Regions from separate parts of the Mus musculus genome. Here region 1 is linked to region 2. Evidence: chromatin contacts called from public HiCAR-type data. All regions are on one chromosome and are shown on one strand. The core of a region is the stretch at or near the end of the contact, and the rest is flanking DNA. Distances in the headings are between cores, read along the strand shown. Region 1 overlaps Gm31279 (a long non-coding RNA gene). Region 2 overlaps Gsdme (gasdermin E).

Evidence for each region. HiCAR-type assays count read pairs that join an accessible place to other places.
Region 1: a HiCAR-type map of kidney shows a contact between it and region 2, with 4 times the contacts expected there. The contact joins two enhancer-like sites. A contact is called at or near these places in 3 of 484 Hi-C or Micro-C datasets (cerebellar granule neurons, embryonic fibroblasts and urothelial organoids) and 2 of 115 datasets of contacts at active chromatin or transcription factors (kidney and pancreatic cancer cells).

Annotation. Positions count from the first base shown.
Region 1 is chr6:50,525,538-50,530,671 of GRCm38.p6, forward strand. The region is part of intron 1 of Gm31279 (a long non-coding RNA gene); the gene reads left to right. Among named protein-coding and RNA genes, the nearest start is that of Gm26289, 12 kb to the right of the region's middle. Within about 2 kb of position 1,449, at least 67 of the 459 cell types and tissues checked have an H3K27ac peak or open chromatin away from gene starts, as enhancers often do. A contact at or near this core is called in kidney, where this site is marked.
Region 2 is chr6:50,213,668-50,218,616 of GRCm38.p6, forward strand. It overlaps Gsdme (gasdermin E), which reads right to left. Exons shown (of 10, transcript NM_018769.4): 9 at 2,683-2,756. Among named protein-coding and RNA genes, the nearest start is that of Gsdme, 46 kb to the right of the region's middle. Within about 2 kb of position 1,559, at least 10 of the 459 cell types and tissues checked have an H3K27ac peak or open chromatin away from gene starts, as enhancers often do. A contact at or near this core is called in kidney, where this site is marked.

The sequences.
Region 1 (5,134 bases), core at 199-2,698, 310 kb after region 2:
AAAACAAAAACACCAGTCTGAAATGGATGAGGGTTGAGTAGAGTGAAGAGAAAAATGAAGAATCGGGTGCTGATTTGTGAAGGTTGAGACACTTTTGATGAGAAATCGGAGGTGTCAAAAGTCAGCCAGACACAGATGCTGGAGTGGCAGAAAGAATCTGGGGGCAGTGTATGCTGATAGTGCAGTAAGTCGTAGGGCCATATTACGTTACCTTATTCTAGTTTCATTTCTGTTGCTGCTGACAGAAAGCAACTTAGGGGAGGAAGGAATTTATTTCAGTTCACAATTACAGGTGACAATGCGTCACTGCACTGAAGTCTCAGTGACATGAGCTTGAGACAGTGGGTCGCATCACACCCACATCAAAAGCAGAGGGCGATGAGAGCCTCCGTACTGATTTGCTTGCCTGCTTACGCTCAACTTCATTTCTCTCCTCATAATACAGTTCCGGACCCCTTCCATAGGGAATGCCGACACCGCAGTGGGCTGGGCCTTCAATTAACCTAATTAAGAAAATCCCCACAGACATGCCCGTGGGCCAAGCCAATGTGGACAATCCCTCATTGAGACTCTCTTCCCAAGGGATTACTACAGTGATACAATTGTATCAATTTGACAATTAAAGCTAACCACAAGAGGAGCTGACATGCCTAGAGAGGAAGGCCAGAGGTTTAACCTCTCTGGAAGGCCAGAGGTTAAAACCAGAAGAGTGCGACTGGGAGACAAGAGCGTTGCACCTGAGGGAAGGCGTTACAACCCAGGTGAGAGAGGGCAGTTCAGCTGTTCCACGGGTCTGGCAAGCAGTGTTTGCAGAGAACACTTCGGCAACAAGACTGACTAGGAAGAAAATGGAGGCAAGGAAGGGGAGACAATGAGTATATCAGATCAGTGCTTGCAGGAAGTAGAGAAATCAGACAGATTCTAGAAGTGAGACAGGCCGTGTGAAGGGGCCTCTCTGCAAAGGGGCGATAGGGCAGCGTGGCTGCTGCTAAGAATGATTCTCTAAAACAGAAAGAAACAATGGTGCTAGAGAATACACACTTCAAAACAAACATCCCAGTGTGTCAAAGCTCTTGGGATTTAGGACACGTGTCTGTGCCCATGTGCTTGCTTCAGAGCACCTGGAGTGAGAACCCTGCGGGTACAGTCCAGAGGGAGCAGAGCCAGATGGCAGCAACTCGATGCTTAAGCCTCTCCTGTGAACTATGACCTATTATAGCATGACATTTGGCAACAGAATTTTAGATTTAATTTTTGTTCTTCAATCCATCCCTTAAAAAAAAAAAATCTAAAATAGGAAAAGGACAGAAAGGTGCAAAGTAGAATGGATTGCTAGGATTCAACAGCGACACCTTGTGGTAGTGAGGTGAATGGCACTAGGTAATAAGTTCCTTCTGGCCGCACATTCCCTTCTACACCACAGAATCCAAGGCTGACCCCCTTCTAGTGTGCGTGTGCGTGTGTGTGTCAGAGGGTGTCTCTTCATATAGGCAAAGATGGTATTTTCCAATGGGGAAAGTGGGTTCTCAGAGTCACATTTAATAATTTAATTCTCTTCTGTGGGTTTGGAAGGCTGAGTTCCCACCTGAGTTTCTGAACTTGGGCTGTCACAATTCCTTTGTTATGTAAAGTCAGACAAGTCTCAGAAGGGACTGTGGCCAAAGTCTTGCCACAGGAAAAGGCACTTGGTCCTAGGGATTCCTGTTGTCTTGTAGTTTACAACCTCTCTTAAGATCCATAAAGAGAACTGTGGTTAATTTTGATTTTTTTTTCTTCCTATAGCTTAATGCTACAGAGGGTCGTGAGGTCCTGGAGAGATTCCCTGATACAGTAACTCAGACAGTTTAATTGGTGAGGGACAGATTAAGTTCTCAATATTTAAAATAACAAAACAAAAGTCCTGAAAAGAATGAATTGTGTAACTAGATGAAAATATTCAAAACTAATAAAAGGGGAAATTTGTGTAGCTGAAAAAAAAATGTTTCTGCCCTGACGTAATAATGAAAATACCAGAAAAGGTCATCGCTCCTATGGGACTATTATGGGATTGGGAGATCCGTGGGTGGCACTCGCAAATCAGCCTCACAGTTGGATTCTGAGACAAATTAAACCTGAGTCAGAGTCAGGGCGTGAGCCTCCACTATGCCTGCTAAAGGAGACCGCTTCTCAGCCCGTCCCAAGCCAGCATGGATTTTTACGTTAGTCTCCTCTCAGCCGGCTTCAGATACAGAGAAAAAAATGGTGTTTTGTTGGAAACTGTATTTTCTAGACTCCCCCCTCCCCCAAGTCAGCCCCTCTAGGGGTTTCCCATTCAGGTTCTGTGGAGGCCATTTGGTGACTGAAAGAAACAAATTACTGATACAAAACCATTTTTGCCCAGGGCTGGTCAGGGTCCCACCATCTATGCTTCTACCCCAGTACTCTTCAGTGTTCCTCGGCTGTGAAAATGCTTCCTAGCCTCCTCATGCTCAATGCTGATTGAAGGACCCTTACTAGTTTTCTTATTAGTAACACCCTGAATATATCTTCATTTTTACATCTGTATTGATCTCATAATTAAATCCTATGTTGAAAAAAATAATCTTAAAAAATAAATTTTGAAGTCATAAAAATACTTTAAACATTCTCCTTTTGAAAATTATTATTGCTTTGAGCTTTGAAAAAAAAATCTTAGAGGAAAACGAAGAGGTGGGGTTGTGGGGAGCAGGATACGCATGCTCCCCTCTCAGAGGACACGTTCAGGAGTTGCTGCGGCTTTGCTCCCTCCTCATTTTTGAGGTGAGGCCTTGCCTGCCTGCCTGCTTCTAGCTGAGCTTGCCCACGCATTTCTGAGCCATTTCTCCGGCTCTGTCTCCGTCTCTGTCTCCCACCTTGAGTTGAAGTCCTGAGAACCCAAGTGCTCATTATGACACCTGGCTTTTTCTTAGGTTCCGGGGACTCCTGACTCTGGTCACTGGGCTTGGAAGGCAAGTTCTTTACCCACTGAGCCATTTCCCTGGCTCCGCTTCTTACCGGCTATTCTTGTTTTACATAGTCTTTGTTTTTATATAGCTTTTACCTTGTCTTAAATCTAAAGTATGACTAAGAAACGGGAAGTGAGCGCTTGATAACCCGGGTACTAGGTGACTTCAAGACTTCTGACCCAGATATTCTGGAATATTTTATGCATCTTTGAACAGGAAACCCAGAAGTAAAATTTCTTGTCTGGTGTGACTGTTTTCTAAAAATTGTGATAAAATATAAAACTTATCATCTTAACCCTTCTAATGACTTGAAGGAAAATAATTATAAACCAGGAGCTCCATAAAAGAATATGATTGGCCAGGAAAGGACAACGCCTTAGCCACATTCCGGTCAGAACCCGACCGACCTGTGTCTGCTTTTGGTTTTCACCAGACAGATTTTTTCACAATTTAGAACAAAGCAGATTTGGAGACTGCTCTATTTGGTTACAGAGCGTGGGCTGCCACCGCCCGCCCCACTCCACCTCCCGCCCCCGCCACCCCCGTTCCTACTGTCAAGGTTGGAAACTACAAATCCTTCATTTAGATAAAACTGTAAAAGGAAAGCCAGAAATGCGATTTCTTGTAATTTCCATGCTGCCTGTAACTAAAAATAGACAAGGCGGAAAGCAAAGAGACCATGGCATTTAGCTCTCACTCTTTGCCTGGCTGGATTTAGAGTCCATCAGTAGCGGGAGGCACTCCTCTCCACCTCTCGCTGTTATAGGAGTGGATGAACTCGGGGAGAAAGACCGTCCCTGGGGTGAGTGGACCTGGCCGTGGCTGCACTCTGCCCCCGAAGAGAAGCATGTCAGCTCAGTACAGTATCCCCATCTCCAGTCCCTGGTCTGCCCAGATGTAAATCCCGCTCTGCTGCTTTCTTCCCACCGTTATAGACTGAACCCCCTGCGACCATGAACTGAAATGAATGTCCCTACTCATGTTCTGAAATGGCACCTCCGTCTCCTCCCAGCTCAGTGCTGAATGCTTTTCGTACCTGCAGGGAGTTCACCCATGCCTGGCAGCCTTCCTGGATTGCTCTTCTCCCACTACTATTTGAATCAACTGGTTTGGAAGTGAAAATCTGGCCCTGACATTTTCTACCAAGAAGAGTTCATGTCGCTTCGGGCGGTGGTGGCTCACTCCTTAAATCCCAGCACTTGGGAGGCAGAGGCAGGCCGATTTCTAAGTTTGAGGCCAGCCTGGTCTACAGAGTGAGTTTCAGGACAGCCAGGGCTACACAGAGCTACCCTGTCTTGGAAAACAAAACAAAACAAAACAAAACAAAACAAAAAAAAGAGTCCATGTCTAGAAAGTGAGTCTTTAGTTTCTGTCTGGTTGTGAACTTCAGTCAAGCAAAATGACCCCAGAAGAATAAACAAAGAGGGAAGGTTGGAACTGCTCTGATGTGATGGTAAAGGTCTATGAACCAGATACTGGGGTGCTTTTGAGGGTTCTGGCTCTTACACTGGGAAGGAATGGGTGATGGGCCAGGTGAATCTGAGCCTTCATCTTCTAGTTTCTGTGTTCCTAAGACACCACTTGCTGAAGCAAAAGAAGGAATGATTAAGGAAGGGGAGCAGTGTGTGACGTGTTAAACATCCAGAGCCAGGAATCCCGGCAAGAGACAAGGGAGAAACAGACAACCAGGCTAAAGACCTGGACTGGGGCGTCGGCAAGGAGATGGAGAAGAAAGAAAGAATACGTGGGCATTTCAAGAATAAAATCAACACGAATGGAGATGTACTGCACTGCAAGTGCTTTTAACATCCTGAGTTAGGATGGGCAAGAGAAAGCAGTCAGTTAGTAGATTCAGGCATTGTTCACTGTCCTAGCCTGTTTCTTGTGGCTGATAGCGCAAGTCCACAGACTGGGTGTATTATAAAGGAAAGAGGACCCAAAGTCAGGAGACGGTATCTGGTAATCATCTCCTTGCTGGCAGAGTTCCAAACCAGGACAGGACATTTTTTTTCGAGGGACAGGGGTCCATGTTGGTAACTCTTAAACAGTCATCAGTGTTTCACCATGGATGATCTGCCCTGAAGATTTTAGTCCTAGTCATCTTGTAAATACATCAAATAAAGGTTCTATGCTGCTTTGACTTTTTAAACCCTCCTTTAATAAGGGTTCTT
Region 2 (4,949 bases), core at 309-2,808:
GGATAAAGTTGCTGGGGTTTAGCTACTTTTATGGAGGTGTGATATCCAGACAGTACCTTCCCCAGAACCCAAGAGATAAGCACAAGTTTTACTCAGTACCAAAAGCCCTAACCCAGTCTGTGGACTATGGAAGACAAGTTCCTTGGGTTATCTCAGTAGTTCTGGTTTCCATGCTTGGAGGAGCAGGGCACAGGGGAGAATTTCTCTTTGTGCTACTAGGTTAATATGAGTAGTATGTAGGCTTGCCCTTTGATGTCTGGGGTCTGAGGCTGCAAACCAAGGTGGAAACATACCTAGGTCATGCAAAGAGTAAGTAATGGGGAGGCTAAGACCTATGGCATCATTTGCCATGGACCTGAAGATCATAGACGTGATCTGAACTACAAGCCTGGGTGCGGCTGAGACTGTAGACAGGAAAAGCTCCCTCGTTCCCTCTGTGGGTAGGTACAGGTGTCACTGGCAGTGGGGTCCCTGACCACCAGATTCCTGGAATTGTCAGACCTGCCTGGGAATTGGTGAGCTCCTGTTAGATATGTGCAAGTGAGGCTGGAATTTTAGAGTGCAGCTACATCCCACAGCCTCAAGGTTGTAAGGTGAGGAGATCTGCTCCCATGTATATGGCTATGCTACTTCTGAGCCTGAAGTGGTAGAATTCTGATGGCGCTGCCTTCCACCTAATGTGGGCACGAGACCCAAGGTTTCTGACAAGGCAAGAGTCCTGCTGATTATGGGAGGCCCAAGTCAGGTGTCCACTCCCTTTAGAGTCCTGTTTACACAAGCTAGTTCTTCAGACATAAAGCTATGTTACAATTGCAGTTGCAGTCACTGGCTTACAAGAGGAGGAGGTCTGCTGCCATTTTCTGTTCTTTTTCCCAGGGTAGTACCAGGCTTGGTGAAGGGCAGGGGACATACAACAGGTGCTCCCCCTCATTGTTCAGAATTCTAGACAATTTTTTTTCTTCTAATTTCAAGAGTTCTGCAAAATATAAGGTTTTTCCCTTTGCTCTGTGGTGGGCACACATACACTACCACTGCCATCCTCTGGTTGTTTTGCTTATTAATGTAAACAGCAATATTAGAGTTTCTTGAATATTTGAAGGAACTCAAGTGTAGGTACTATCATTTGTTAATTGTGTTTCCAGCTCCAAGAACCTTTGCCTCTGCAATTCCTGACTTGGAATATTTTCTAGATTTTTCTACTGATTTTTCTACCAGTTCACAGTAAATGGTTAACAAATCTGACCCTTCACCCAGAACCCATCAGGAAGACTCTTCAGAGTTACCCGGGCTTTCAAACAGAAGTGCAAGTAGATTGGGCATCCTCTTTTAAGTCAGTTGCTTGAAGAAGTATTTAATACCCCATGCCTGCAGGAGCCTGGCTCTTTTAAGAGAACAGCAAGCCAATTTGTAGACTTTACCTGGATTGCCTAAGGGCACCTAGGAAGATCTTTTAAAGAAACAGGATTTGTCTTTGTTGAACAGCCTCCAAAGACAGGCTAGTGCATCTGGAGGCAGCCAGTGGAAAGGCAGGCAGGACTCTGCCAGTCCATTCTGGAACTCCAAGTCTGGTTCCTGCCTGGTTATGGAACAGCAGCCAAGGTCAGAACCAGAACTGACTGTAGTGTGAGTTCATTAGGGCCTGATTCCCTTAGCACACGTTTCTTCTTTATATACTTCCTGAATAGCTTTAATTGTTCCCTAAATACTCAAGAAATAGACTGGAAGTGCTGAGCACTCAGTGCTGCGAGAGAGACCAGAGCTGTTTTGCTCATCACTGCATACAATTAGGACAATTACATCATTTCTATAATCAAACTAGCAGCCATCACCCTCAGCTGCTCTCAGATAGGCTGGCATGCCTCCAAATAGTTGATTGTCCCTGAGGACACAGAGTCTGTGGTCAGTTTGGATGGAATCTGGCCAGCTGTGTGATCAGTACCTAGTGGTCTTAGCTTCTGATACCTCCTCCATACAGAACAACATCCAAGACAACCTATATGGTTTGGTGTTCCCAGAGGACATACAGAACATATGTAGGTCCTGTCTAGGTGGTCCGTGCATGGCCAGCTTAGTGCTATGGGATAGTAGTGGACCCTGGTCCTATACCAGACCTTAAAATAAGTGACCCAGGTGTGCCTTTCCCCAAACACAGGTTGTGTGAGACTAGCTGGGTAATGGGATAGCCTGTTGCTGGTTCCTCTACTAATTAATTGCCCTCTCTCTAACTTGGGAACTTAGGTCCACGCTGGGGCTAGACTCATTACTGATCACTTGCTCTTGTAGTGCCGTTTCCAGAGAGCACCAAGCTATACTGATATTTTAAGAGAAAAGCTATGTCTCCTCCAGGCAAAGCAGGCCTGAGTTCTTCCTGGCAAGTGTGACACAAAGCACCTTCAAATCATTCCACACAACTACAGTGATCAACAACGGTTGCTGGGCCTGGCTGGGCCAAGCTATGCCAGTTGTCTCCAAACTGGGAAAATCTGGAATCTGTAGACCAAGCTTCTTTGCTAGCCAGTTCCTTGAGCTTTGGACCTCAGAGCTCCCAAGTACCCATGTGCTAGTGCTGACACCTGCTTACACCGTCTCAAGCTGAGAGACTAGAGCTCTTACCAGCTGGCCAGCACCTATCCCTCCTCCCCATTCCTTTCCACCCCACTGTCCCATCCGAAGGTTCCTTACCAAGCAGCACAGCGAAGAAATAACATGGAGTTTGCAGCAAGTCCCCAGGAAAACTGTGGCATTATCAGGCATTTCTGTAGATGACATGCATTCAGGTCATTTTCACTGTCAAAAACAAGTTTGCAGAAGCCAGGCACAGTGATGCATGCTTGTAATCTCATCATTTGAGAGGTTAGGCAAAAGGACCAGCCTGAGCTATGCAGTGAGCCCTTGTGTTACAAGGAAAGAGCAGTGCAGCCAGCCCTACCTAGGTGATGCCTAGTTTATATTTCAGTAGCTTGCTACCACCAATTAGAAAAAGTAAATGTGTGCTCAGGCCAGGTGTGTAGCATCCCCTTAATTCTAGCACTTGGGAGGCAGAAATACAATCTCTGAGCATTCCAGGTCAGCCAGAGCTACACAGACTGTCTTAAAAACAAGAGTGCGGTCACATTTGAAGGCAATGCTGGTTCTCTGTGGGGTCTCATGGGAATCCAGTCCCTAGAGCATGTTCGGTGACATTGAATTTGCTGGTCAGAAGGAAGGGCATGGATTCTGGGAAAGGATAATTGGCTCAAAACTCTCTTATAGAGTGGTTAGAGCCCTTCTAGGTAACCAGGCTGGAATGTTTTGTTTCTGAGTTTCTGGGGCATATTCTTGCTACAAAACCCAGAATAGCCTTGAATGCAATTATTCTGCTTCTCCCTAGTATTGGAATTTATAGGCATGTGTGGTGACACACAAAATACTCTGGGTGTACCTCTAAGAGCCTGTTTTTTTTTCTGTTCATTTGGCCCATTACAGAGTATTTAGGAGCACATGTCAGGCCACTGCACGAACATGAAGGGTTCCACCATGCCACCAGTCCCTTTGTCAGTGACAGGACACAGCTGGGGCAGTATCGTGAGAGGGCCCTGCCAACTCCCCACCCTGCCAGAAGAAATGAAAATCAGTGCCATGCAGGCTTTTATTAACTATCTTCCAGTGTAAAACAGAACTCCCCTTGGAGCTGCTAAGTCACAGAGCATAGTGACCACTCATGCGCTCATGTCTTATAGATGACATGTCACTGAGGCTGTGACCCAGAGAGGACAAAAGGACATGAGGGAAGAGGCAGCCCCGTAAGTAATCCCACCAGAGAACCGCAACAGATCCTTCCAATGTGGTCGTGCACCTGCCTCTAAGAAATCTGAGTTTCCTGTGTTCCAAAGGAGGCCCTCACCCTACTCCAGGAAGATGACAATAGAAAGCACAGGACTGAGAAGCGCATGTCATGTCAGGCAAGCACTATCACACCTACAGTTCCACCCTTCACCCTCCAGAGTGCCTCTCCTGCATCCCTCATCTCTAGAGATGTTTACCCAGAACTCTGAGCATAGCACAGAGAAAGCTCTCACCCTGATGCTTGTCATAGGCCAGACATGCTGTGCCCTCCCCTAACTGCCTGAGAGATGGTGTAAGTCTGCCCAGTGAGTCTGGAAAAGGCTGTTCAGTTACAAATGAGGTTCTATGGTGAAACCTGGGGTTTGCTTGCCATCACACAGGCAGGGGAAGTTTTCCAGGAGACCAGAGACTGCAGGGCTGGAAGCAGCTAAACAGGTTAAAGCCACTGATAGGGCCCAAGAGGACCACTTTCTATTCTAGCACTTTCCCTAGGATTCACCAGGATACTACCAAAAGAGCTTTAAATGAGCCATCCTCTGCTGCAGCAGCTGCAATGAAACTACGGCTTAGAAGGAAAGGGCAGGCTTGATGCAGACACTGCATGGCTTAGAAGGAAAGGGCAGGCTTGATGCAGACACTGCATGGCTTAGAAGGAAAGGGCAGGCTTGATGCAGACCCTGGCTACACCTAAAGCTTTCCCTGCATCCGGTTTCCAAACAGGAATAGGTTTTGTGTTAGAGCCCCTTGTGGGGCCACCACAGCTGCAGAGCTGTGTCTAAAGTCAGGAAGAACAGGGCTGTGGTATGTGTCCGCCATGGGCTATTCTACATAGAAATGTTTTAGTAGTACAGAATATTTGAGAAGACTTCTCACAAGCTATCGGAGTCTGGCCTGCAGCCTGACAGAAAGTCTATACTCAAGCATGCTCACTGCTAATGTTGGTCCCAGTCTCTAGGTAGAAGTTTACAGAGCCTATGTGTTGTATCTGGTTCCACTCAACTATGTAAAGCCTTTATCTGTGATTGAGAGCAAGGCACAAGGTATATCCATCAGAATCTCAAGCTGAACTATTCTTTCTCATTCAGTTTTTTAAACACTGAAGGTTCCCTGGGCCTTTTTCTCTG